2 separate regions of the Capsicum annuum genome follow, and region 2 is linked to region 1. The links are chromatin contacts, called in public Hi-C maps. All regions are on one chromosome and are shown on one strand. The core of a region is the stretch at or near the end of the contact, and the rest is flanking DNA. Distances in the headings are between cores, read along the strand shown. Region 1 holds the start of LOC107841028 (DEAD-box ATP-dependent RNA helicase 58, chloroplastic). Region 2 has its middle 58 kb from the start of LOC107841028.

Region 1 (6,165 bases), core at 1,852-4,351:
TTTTCTCGCATTAATTCATTAAATATGACCTTCTTCCTTTTACCTTTATTCATTCTTAATATGAACATAAATCATGAGGCATGTAAGTGGGTATCTTTGCTTTGCATTTTATCTGTTGACTCTCATTCTTGTTATACGTGTGCAAGTGTGCTTATCATTATTATTCAAAAATTGGTTGATATTTTCTTTTGCTTTAAAATATGTCACTTTTATGCCTTGAACGTATATTAATTTTTTTATTTTTATTTTGCATGCAAAAAATGTCTCGAGTTCAAATGGACTACTCTCCTCTTGCATTTCGTAATGGGCCAATGAGGTCCACTTCTTTAAGTCAAGTTTGAAGTTTAAACTTAAGGTCGACTATATGACGTGCGGGTGCTAGAAGATAGACGAAGAATGAAAATGGATCAAAACCCATTGATGAGGTCACTAAGAGACTTGAAAAGTCTCAATTTTTATTATCGTTTTCTTTTTATTTATTCATTTAATCATTTATTTATTCATTTATTTGAGCCTCGAAGCCAAAGTTGTATTTTAATACAGGTGAAGCCGATTCTTGGTCAATGGATTCGGAAAAATAGTTTAGGACAGGTTATGGGCCAAAACCCGATATTTAGATTAGGACAGGTGCAGGTGGGCCAAAAGTCCAATTAAATTAGGACGGGATTGATGGATTTGGGTTTACGAGTCTAAGTCTTCTAATTCTCATCCTCTTTATGTGCTTATTTGCTATTTATTTTCTTAGACTTGATTAAATTCCCTACTAAGTCGTCAAAAATTATTTTTATACAAGTTTCAGCCTAAATCACTTTCTTTTCAACAATCAACTTCTCTTTTTTCAAAGTTAGTCAAAGTGGTTTTTAAATAGTCTGGATAACCGCAAGTTGCGGACATTTTAGGTGCCTTAAAAACCTTCCTAAAATGTTAATGAGAACCACTTAACCGGAATTTTCTTAAGGGCCTAAGTCTTTTTTTGTTTTGAGACTTAGGATTTTATTTTAAAAAATTTTCTTAATTTCTTTTCAAATAAATTAAGTGACGACTCTGTAATTTCTTAGATTGTTTCAAAATTTTCTTTAAAGTTTTGAAATAGTTTAAAATGTCGAAATCAATGTTTTCCAACCCTTCGAGTTAAAAAAGAGATAAAACACTTTTTTTTTTATATAGGCATTCCTTAAAGTTAAAAAAAAAAAACTTTCTTTTTACTATAACTTATTGAAAGCAAAAAGTTGTTGTTCTTTTTCTTCAGAATGACACATTTTTCATCCCTTTTTTTATAAAAAAAAATTACATAGTGATTAACAGCACTTTGAAACAACAACAACAAATAAATTAAAGGTCGAATTCATAGCCAATGGTGGCGCGAAAAACGCGATGAAGACACGTCTAACTGAATTCAAAACGCGATGAAGCCGCATCTGATCGAATTCAATATTTTCGATCTTTTTCAATCAAAATTTTTCTAAGAGGTGTTTTCATAAACAATTATTCAAGAGTTTTTCACTCTTAAACTCAAAATTTTACTTACAAAATTAGGACAATAAATCTGGCTCTGATACCATTGATAGTAAATTCAGATCAAAACAATATTAAATTGTGTACCTTAAATTCGCAGCTAAAACCGTTGAATTTTCTACTAAAAAGTATTTGCCCGAAGTCTACTTCGTCTCTATTGAAAATGGAGTTTTCTTTGTCACAAACTAAATGCCTCCCTTTTGGTGTTTTTGTTAATGTAAATCACGAATTGTTTTTTATTTTGTGTTTATGACTCAATCTTCTCTCTGCTCATCTTGTCAGAAAAAGAAAAGAACATACAGGAGATTTTGGGGCGGGAACAGTTATTGTATAACAGTTCCTCCCTTTTCTTTTGAAATAAGATTATGCGTTAATCTCATTTTTCTGACTAAGAAATGGATCAGGTCGGATCGGGTAGGTCCACATGGGTGACCCATGACCCGTAATTCAACAGTTTGATATCCTAAGTGTTAATCACATGTAATAAACTTGCATGCAAAGCTTGTTGGTTGTTACACGTGTTGTTCCTGTTATCCTTATGATTGTGATTATTGTGATATCTGTCATTATTATGAGATGTATCGATATTTGGACATCTCCATGGGCTCATTTATTTATATTTGTGGAATATACTGGTATTTGAACATCTTCACGGGATTGGTTGCAATCAAACGATTTCGAATCATTTGATTGGGAAAGATTTATCCCAGAATAATTAATCCCGAAATTGATTATTTCGAAATTAGTTATTCCATCATGTATATGAGATGTTTATCCTATCACTATGGTGTAAATTGAGAGATAAGTAATCTTGGTACTAATATTTCACACAAAACACATGATAAAATAATTTTTTATTTTATTTTAAGACTATTTATCTCTTATACCTCATATCAAATGACTCCTAAATTAGTGTAACAAAATAATATGGTGTCAATTATTGTTTTTTAACTGACTTGTCAAGTAAAAATATGTGAATGCCATGCAAAAGTGAAGAGGGATTTATATTGCCATAATGCATAAACATATTCTTTAACTTAACCCTAAATCACATTTATGATCTCCAACTTTGAATATGCATAAGTAGGTACTAAAACTTGTATAAAGTTAAATAATTAGACACACACGTTCTTGTGATATAATACACGTAGGATGTCATGTGAAATAAAAATTGACCATGTAGAACATCACATAAGATATGTGTGTTTACTTGTTTAATGTTATATAAATTTAAGTATCTATTTATGCACACCCAAAGTTGAAGGTTATAAATGTAATCTAATGTCAGGTTAAATGACATGGTTATGTATTATATGCCATTTATATTGGGACTTTGAAAAACGGATAAATAAGTGTCCTTCAAATTTTAAAAATTAGATAAAAGAGATGATTTTTTTTAGTTTTTTTAATATTTTCGCTTCAACAACTAAAATCAAAATTATTCGATAACTTTGTAAAGTTATTCGACAATTGTACAAAGTTATTAGACAACTTTAATAGCTATTGAGATACCTAATACAATTATCAATCAACTATCTTAACTTTTTAAGCGATTTTGTTTCTTCTTAACTTAATAATATTATCAACCCACCACTTTATTTCTTTAGCTTAATAGTATTGTGGGATCAAAACCAGCATCAACTAGAAGAGCGACGTGGTTCCTTTTGTCTCATCATTTTACTCATGGCATGTTTCTCTGCAACTCAACTACATGCTCTTTCATGGACTTCATCCTTAAACCCTAACTTTTCCTTTCTTGCTCCCAAACTTTTCTACTATCCAAAACCTTTAAGAGCTTCATTCACCTCATCTAATGTCGAACCTACTACTGAAACGAAGGTTTCATCAACTGCAAAGCTTCGGGAACTGTGCCGTGGTCACGTGCCCGACCACGTGATTCGCCGGTAAGCTTATCACTACAAGTTGTGATTAATTTTTGGAGTTAAATTGATGTGAATTAATTCGAAATTTTAAATTTTAAATTTTAAATTTAGATGTTTGAAACTTGTGTGAAAAATACTAGAAGTTGCACTTCTTTCTCATATTAATATAATTTTTGACTTTTGTACTTCCATTTCATTTTTGTAAGATTATTTTTGTCTTGATCCAGGGTCTTTTTGAAACAATTTTTCTAGGTATGCGGTACATTCTGCCTCCCAGGCACAACTTTGTAGAAATACACCGGGTATATTGTTGTTGTTGTTGGTTAAAATCCATTAGTTTGACTTCCGAGAAGCAAAATGTGACAAGTAAAAGTGAACGGAATGGAGGGAGTAGTTGATATTCCGGAATTCTCTAGAAGGATAGTGTTAATTCTACCGAATTTTCTCCAAATACTGATTCAGTTGATACCTACATGGTATTTTTTATCAAAATTGAGCCTGTCGGAACTAGAAAAGTGTGAATTTTAATGGACACTCTGGATATTAAAGTAAGTGGTACTTCGTAAGCTCCAAATTTTGTTTTATAAAAGGTTTAATTCTGCTTGTGAAGTAATTATCTAAGTAATCTTTAAATTTTTAAGCGTTAGACAATTTTACTGGAAATCTTTGTACTACCTCTTTGAAGTTTCTGAATATAGGCAGCATAAATTTTTCTAGAAAATGCTTGAAATGACAATTTTTTCAGCTTTTTCGAGGAAAAAAATGAAAATGAGATTTTTTATTGTTGTACAAAATTGCATTATTTTAAAGGTTGTCTCAAAGGACAAACTGATATATGGAGCACAAATTGCAGGGCGGAAGAGGTTGGATATGTGATACCTACAGAAGTGCAGCGACTGGCATTGCCTTTCCTCTTTTCAGGACGTGATTGTGTGCTTCATGCGCAGGTTGATATATGCTTTTGAAACATTGTTTCAGTGTTGTAATTGTTGAAACTTGACTACATGATTGTTGCTATTTTTATGTGGGGGAGACATTGTATTGAGGACATGCTTTAAGCATTGCTATTTGCTCCTGAATTCTTTTGCAATAATGATTTGTGTATTTGGTGCTGTTTCACTTTTCTCAAACTTCAATTTTCTTTGAAGCCATTTTATCATCCTTTGCGACATCTATTGTTTAGTAAATTGTGAGTTGTAGGCAAACAAAATTCTTGACTTAAACACATAACAGTATGCACCCATATGGTGATTCTAGTACTATGTGTCGTTGAGCATATTCTTACAGATACTAGGGGGTGGATGTTACGAGTTCTTATCAATTTTAGTATATTTCCTTTCTGTTCTTTTTGGTTTCGTTGTGTCTCTCTTCTCATCTCCAACAGTGAGGACTGAATTCTCGTCTTAATTATGTTTGCGATTTCATCATTTAAATGATATCCATCATATGATTGCTTTTTTCAGGGAAAACGAACCGCTGCACCCAAAAGTTATAAGTTTTGTTGAAAATATGAAATGTAAAGGAGACCAGAACTACTACAAGTTCTTAGCAATAAATGATCTATTCATTGACCGTTTCTAATCTTTTTTTCCTTTTCTTCTTCTGCTCGGTTTCTCCTGTTTCCAACTGGCTTGCTGTATTCTTAATGAAATTGAAGTTGTTTTTGCTTTCTATTTATCCCACTAGACAGGTTCTGGAAAAACCTTGGCATACCTGCTCCAGGTATTGTCAGCCGTTGACAGTCAAAGGGCAGCAGTTCAAGCATTGATCGTGGTGCCTACTAGAGAGCTTGGTATGCAAGTAAGTTTTGTGGAGTTATTCCTTTTTTTTTTTTCACTTATAATGTATGTTTGTTGAAAGTAGGAACATTAGGGATGCACTGACATTGTTTTCTGCTTAGGTCACAAAAGTTGCTCGAATGCTTGCTGCAAATCCTTCAGAATGTGACTCAGGACTGAAATTATGCACTGTTATGGGTCTTCTAGATGGGGGCATGTTGAAACGACACAAGAGTTGGTTAAAGGTACAAAAGCATTTTTTGTTGCTTGTAAATTTCATGTCGTTGAGCGAGGAAAGTTTAAATCAATTCTCGCAACTTGTATTATTCATATATCCCCAGAGTCTAGCTTTTTGCAATTTGTCTACTTGCTCACTTGAATATGTTGTCATCAGAACTCTTAATTAGGTTTTAATATTTCTTTTTCTGGGATCCTTTTAGTTAACCTTGATACTTTTGTTGTATTTTGCGTAAATTTCGTTCTCGTTTGGTGCTTTTTATTATTGTTATTGTTGTTGTTCTATCTTGCATCTTAAAGTTTCATTCGTCACTGCGGAATGCAGGGGTGGAGCTACAGTGTTATAGGGGGGTTCGGGTGAACCCAATAGCTTTCGCATAGACCTTATATTTGTATTAAAAATTCAGGAAGATAGGTATATAAATTGTCCTTGTGAACCCACATTAACTGATAACCAAGTGGCCCAGTGGTAAGCGTTCGACCTGTAGAGCGCTCAGCTGCAGAGGTAGTGGGTTCAAAACCTACTGTCTGCATTACATTTTTTCGTGTTTTAAGTTTCAGCACCCAAAACCTTCAAATCCTAGCTCTGCCTCTGAATCGGAATGACATGAAGCTTGTAATGTTGCATTAGTGCGTAAAACTAAAAGATTAGTTCAGAACCGCGTGAAACAAATTCTGTGTACAACTGAAACACTACTAGTATCCATAATCTCTCTCTCTCTCACACACACTCTCTCTCACGCTCACACACA
Region 2 (6,165 bases), core at 2,524-5,023, 58 kb before region 1:
TAACACCTTCCTAAAACGTTAATAGGAACCGCTTATCTAGAATCTCTAACTTAAAATGATTTTCCTGTTTTGAATTATTTGAAGTAACTCTCTAAAAGTTTCTTTATTCCTTTTCAAAATTAAGTGGCGACTCTTTAAAAGTCAAAATTTCCGCAAAACATCAGACATGTATTAAAGAATAGAAAATTCTTCAAGAATTGTTTATGTCGCTTGTTCTCATGATAATTTGATTAGACCAACTAATATTGGAATTGGATCCCTTAAAAACTGAAAAGTATAAAAGGTGAATAAGAGCTCGTTTACTTGTCATGTGATCTGTTTAGATTCATCGATATAAGATGAAAACCTGTATGTTTATTGTCAACCTATAGTTTGACATTCATAAAATTGCTTGCTCAACAAAATTGAGTTAAGAGTATAACTTTCAGATTATGTAATCAAGACAATTCATCTTGATGATGATGGTTTGGCATTGAATGTCTTTGATAAATAGCTAAACCATTGCTAATGAGAACAAAACTTCATGTGTTGGTTTGAAATATTGTATACATGAGTACATATATGCATCAAACCAATAAATTATGATTAATTCCCTCACAATGTTGGTTCCAGGTCAAGAACCACATGTTTTTTAAGAGAAATTTTTTACTTTTAAGAGTCACCACTTAATTTTGAAAAGGAATTAAGAAACCTTAATAAGATATTTTAAACGATCCAAAACAGAAAAATAGCTTAAGTTTCAAAGATTCTGAGTAAGCGATTCCTATTAACGTTTTAGAAAGAGTTAGGAACCTAAAACATCCGCTAACTTGCGATTATCCGTACTGTGACCTTAATAAGATACTTTAAACGTTCCAAAACAAAAAAATCGCTTAAGTTTCAAAGATTCTAAGTAAGTGGTTCCTATTAACATTTTAGGAAGGTGTTAGGCACCTAAAACATCCGCTAACTTGCGATTATCCGCACTGTTTGAAAACTTTTTTTGACTAACTTCAATTGATTGTTGAAAAGTGATTGATTTTAGAAAAACAATTTGTGAAAAATAGATGTTGACGACTTAGTAGGGATTTTAACTAAGTTTAAATAAATGAAAGGGCAAATAAACACATAAAAGGAGAAGGGGGAATAAAGACTTAAGCCGTTGGACCCAACTCAATCGTCCCTGTCCTAATCTAATTGAGCTTTTGGACCACCTGTACCTGTCCTAAACTATTTTTCTTTTCAGGCCCGTTGGCCCAAAATCTGCTCCACCTGTAATAACTACAACTTTGGCTTCGTGGCCCGGATGAATGAATGAATAAATAAATAAATAAATAAAGACAACAATACTTAAATAAATAAAACAAATGAGACTTTTAAGTCTCCTAGCCTCTTCAAATGTGGGTCTTTAACCCGCCTTTATTCTTCCAACTCCTCGTGTTTATATGCCATGGAATCACTTTTGGACTTAGAACTTTCGGCTTGACTCGAAGATATGGGCCACATTGGCCCATTAAGGAATGCAAGGGAAAAGAGTCCGTTCGAACTCCAAAACGGATTCACATGCAAGGAAAGAAATAAAGGAAATTAATATGCATTCAATGTACAATGATAACACATGAAAGTTAATACACGAAATATGATGAATAAAAGGAAAACCATTATAATTCATGATTGGAATAGATGACGGGATCAGAAATGTAAAAGATGCAAGTCACTAGTGGAGAGAATGCAAACTTACTTTAAAGAAGAAAGAATTGCTTAAAAATTACACCTGATTCAAGTGGGAAGAAATGAGATGGATTTAAACATACCAAAATTGCAACCAAACATTCAGGCAAAGGAGAAACAACGTATACATACAGAAATCGGTATATCCAATGATACCATAAACAAGATACATTAACTAATACAACAAAATTTCAGCTACCAATCCCTTAAATTTTAAAGAAGACAACATAGCAATCACTTCCTAGGACAAAATTGTATGCGCAATCAAAAAAAACAAATATAAATGATATTCTATTACTACCGTAGAAAGTTCAAAAGCAAGAAATGAATGAAAACTACAAGGATAGTTCACCAGAATTTATAAGATGCCAATTATAAGGTTCTCATCCCGAATGTGGACCTTGTATACATCTTACTATCCAGTCACTTCCTTGATTTAATGCTCATCATGATCACAGCACTAGGCTAAGGGCGCCGAAGTGATTCTTCCAACTAAACAGACATTCTACATGTGAGGTCCATGACTACAATTCCTGGATCACTTCTAATTTAGTAACAGACAAGAAAATGGATTTTGGTTGATTGAAATAATGCCCGAGCCAAGTGGATAAACTTAAATATCAGTATTCCATAAAGATGGTCAAAACATTCTAAAAAAAAAGATAAAGAACAGAGTACGCCTCGTACGACATAGGACACATGCTTCAAACGACTGAGGCTTGCGAAAAGAAAAAAAATATCTTTGGGCAACATCAAAGTAAAATATTTACAAAAAATCTTTCTTTACAAATGTAAAGCGCGACAAACCTCAAATAAGAAAAATAAAAACAATCAGGCCATTATTGAAGTAGGAAATCATAACCAGGATTGTAGAAGGGACACAATATCAACGCAGTCAACAATTAAGTAGGAATTTCACATGTCCCTCTCATATCAAATAACAATATAGGTTGCTTTTAATTTGAATCAACCATTAATTCAAGTAATACTCATAAACATGAAACAGACATCAATTAAAATATCATCAGCCGGGTATGACTTCAATTAAGCCCGCATATTTATCAATATCAATCGAGATCAATACTTTAATCATGGATAAGAGAAAGTCGAAATGAGAAATACAAAGCTACATATTGATACAACCTACGATGATTACAGAGGGAGTTGTATAGAAGTTGTATACTAGTAATTATCACAGAAAGTTTGCAATTAGAATGCTCTCCAAGAGAAGGTGCAGCTAGATAAAAATTGTTTTCCCAAACTGAAATTTATGCTCAATAATCACCAGCTTTCAGCTTAATAAATTAGGAGCAACCAGGTAATACAATAATCACACAAAAAATCCTAAGGCCTTCAACGGCTTCTACAGCAACAATCCCAGCACACCGAAACACTAATTATCGCCACAAAACAGCGAACATCCCAGCACACCATATCACTAAAAGAAAACTACAACTTCAGAAAGTTGAGATGAAGCAGAAATAGTCAGAAGCTTAAACGGATTGGGATATTACCTATTCGGGGGCAGTAAAACAGGACTACGAGCTTACGTCAGACTCCACCGCCACTGAAAAGCTCGATGTCGATACATAAATCTCGACTAAACTGACTGCTACTCCCTAAAACCTTTGCCGAACAAAGTTGCTCTTTTCCGAAACCAAATTACTCTTTTCCGAAACCCTTTTTTCCTTGACCCAAAAGAAAAAATATTCAACTTAGCTTTTTAAAAAAAATTCTAACCCCCTCTTTTGCTCCCAAAACCCCCACATTTATAGAGAATCGATTAGGGTTCCCTCTTGTGTCTTGAACGATGTGGGAATCAAGATAAGACGAGGGTAATTTTGGAATTATTTTTGAGAGAAAATTCAAAAATTTTGCTATGGATAGGGTTTTTAGCTAACAGGTGTCCCAATTTTAGATTCACTTAAACAAATTTCAAAAATGGCGAACAACAATTGGGGGAAATGGATCATTTTCCCAAGAACCAACGAAAATTTGCCAAATATGTACGAATTCGTACAAGTTATCCCAAAACTCACGGAATTCATACGTTGGAGGTGACACTTAACATTGTTTCTAGAAGATTCGGGGGTTTCTTCGCGTGAACCCATGTGCAACGCGTGAAGAAGGCTGCAAACGAGTTGATTTGGTTGAAATCAGGTTGAAGATGGATCGGATCGCAAAGTTAATGGAGTTGTCGTGTATATGTTGTTGTTCGGTTGATATTGTTGTTGTTTATACGCAGCTTTGCTGCTTTGGAGGAAAAGGGGGAAAGATAAGGAAGATTGGGCCGGGTCAGACGGCTTTGGGTGTTGGGCTGGCTGTTTGTTGTTGGGTTAATCAAGCTAAAGGGAAAATTGGGTTGATGGAAGTTGGTTTAATTGGTGTAATGGGCCGCTGGTGGGGTTTAAAAATTGAGTTTTTAATTGGGGTTATTCAATAACCCTAATTAAATCTAATTGGGGTTATTAAATAAACCTAATTAAATTTAATTGGATTAAAAATAACTCTAATTAAATTTAATTGGATTAAAATAATCTCAATTAGGAAATGATAATTTTTGAGAATTAAGATTGAGTTACAATTTAAGCGATCCATTGGTCAATTGTATTATAATTGGGGACAATTTGATTTCAATTGAGGTCATATTTAATCAGTTCGCTAAATTGAATCGCAATCCGACATGAATTAAGTAACAAATTAACCTCGAGTTTCTCAATCTGATAAGAATCAAACAAATATTCCTCCAAATAGAATATTTTGAGAACAAATCATATTTAAAATCAAGACTTTATCTATTTGGATTAATTTTCAAGTTTAATCAATAAAAGTCTAATTTTGATAAAACTGTTCCTTTAAATAACAAAATTTGTACACTCTCGTATATAAATAAAAAAATATATAATCATTAATTAAATGATAAAATTAACTCAAATAAATATTTTAAATTAAATTTATTTGAATAAAATAATTATTGTGATTTTATTTTAACGATTGAAGAAACTTGAAATTAAATTGGATTGTGGAGGGCAAAAATTAGGTGTCAACACCACACAATTGTCTATCTAATAATTTTTACGTGCGGTATACGACTAATGAATATATCATAATGCACAAGAGATGGATTCTCAAAGAAGATAGAGTATGCATGTTAGTTTTCCTAACATAAGGGGGAGATTATAAGCAGCTATGAAATATGTTATGAATTAACATTAGATCTTCATTCAACAGATAATTCAAGTTAAATGCCGAAAGCATCTCATATTTAAGTTGCAAGTGCTCCTATTTTGTGTCCCTAAAGGACAAAGTCTATACATGCGTGAAGCGTGGTAGACCAATCGATTTCAAATGAAATAATCCTTCAAAAGAATAAGGGCAAATAATCATAATAAGAAGACAATCTGCTCTTGAAGAGCCTACGAAATAATACTTCATGAAACCTTATTAGAGGTTCAGGTACCTGAAAATAATAAAGTGATGAGATCTCAAAATGTTATGTCACATTTTGAATCGATACAAAATGATATATCATCAATGATATTTTTGATATAAGATTGGCGCAATATTGTGAAAGATTACGAGGATCCGAATTCAACATTTATTTAAGCATTCTGACATAGAAACATTTATCAAGTAACATAAAAGGATGCATCTTGGTAAGCATAACACTTATTTGATTTGTAATTCAGACACTAGAAGATGTCACACACTAAATGTTAGATATTGTCAATTGACAAAAATCTATATGATTCCTAAGGGATTCAAAATGCCTGAAGCATATAAAGTTTCTGGAAAACTTGTTTATTATCCTTATAAGGGATCAATTGTTGGCTTGAATATTATTGAACCTCTTGGAGAGTTTTCTAAAGCAACAGATTATTTGCTGAAATGAAAAATATACCAATTTGGATTGGTTATGAAATATCATATCTTAGTGCAATTGGTGCACTCACGTATCTTGCAAATATTACAAGGCCTGATATAGCCTTTTTCAGTAAATTTGTTAGTAAGGTATAGTTCTGCTCCTACTAGGAGACATCGGAATGAGATCAAACACATATATGGTACCTAAAGAGACTACCGATATGAGCTTATTTTATTCTAAAGATTGCAGTCCCGATCTTATTGATTATACTGATGCTGGGTACTTAAATGAACCGCATAAAGTTTAATCTCAAACAATCTATGTGTTCATATGTGGGGGTACTATCATATCTTGAAAATCAACAAAGCAGTCTATCGTAGTCATCTCATCGAATCATGCTGAGATTATATCTATTCGTGAAGCAAGCCAAGAGTGTGCATGGTTGAGGTCCACAATACATCTCATTTGAGAAAAATGTGGTTTGAAATGTGACAAAGTACCCACGCTTTTATATGAAGATAATGCAGCATGCATAGCACAACTTAAGGGAGGATCCATAAAAGGAGATAGAACGAAGCACATTTCGCCAA

The links. Hi-C and Micro-C count contacts between places; a contact is called where the count stands out from the background.
Region 2: a contact with region 1 is called in a Hi-C map of bud, with 3 times the contacts expected there. The contact joins the enhancer-like site here to the promoter of LOC107841028 in region 1. A contact is called at or near these places in 4 of 5 Hi-C or Micro-C datasets (bud, leaf and placenta).

What each region holds. Positions count from the first base shown.
Region 1 is chr1:163,775,398-163,781,562 of UCD10Xv1.1, reverse strand. It overlaps LOC107841028 (DEAD-box ATP-dependent RNA helicase 58, chloroplastic), which reads left to right and starts at 3,101. Exons shown (of 12, transcript XM_047407759.1): 1 at 3,101-3,419; 2 at 4,252-4,345; 3 at 5,085-5,198; 4 at 5,299-5,421. The coding sequence starts at 3,199.
Region 2 is chr1:163,833,804-163,839,968 of UCD10Xv1.1, reverse strand. No RefSeq gene overlaps it. Among protein-coding and RNA genes, the nearest start is that of LOC107841028, 58 kb to the right of the region's middle. Within about 2 kb of position 3,773, at least 5 of the 5 cell types and tissues checked have an H3K27ac peak or open chromatin away from gene starts, as enhancers often do. A contact at or near this core is called in bud and leaf, where this site is marked.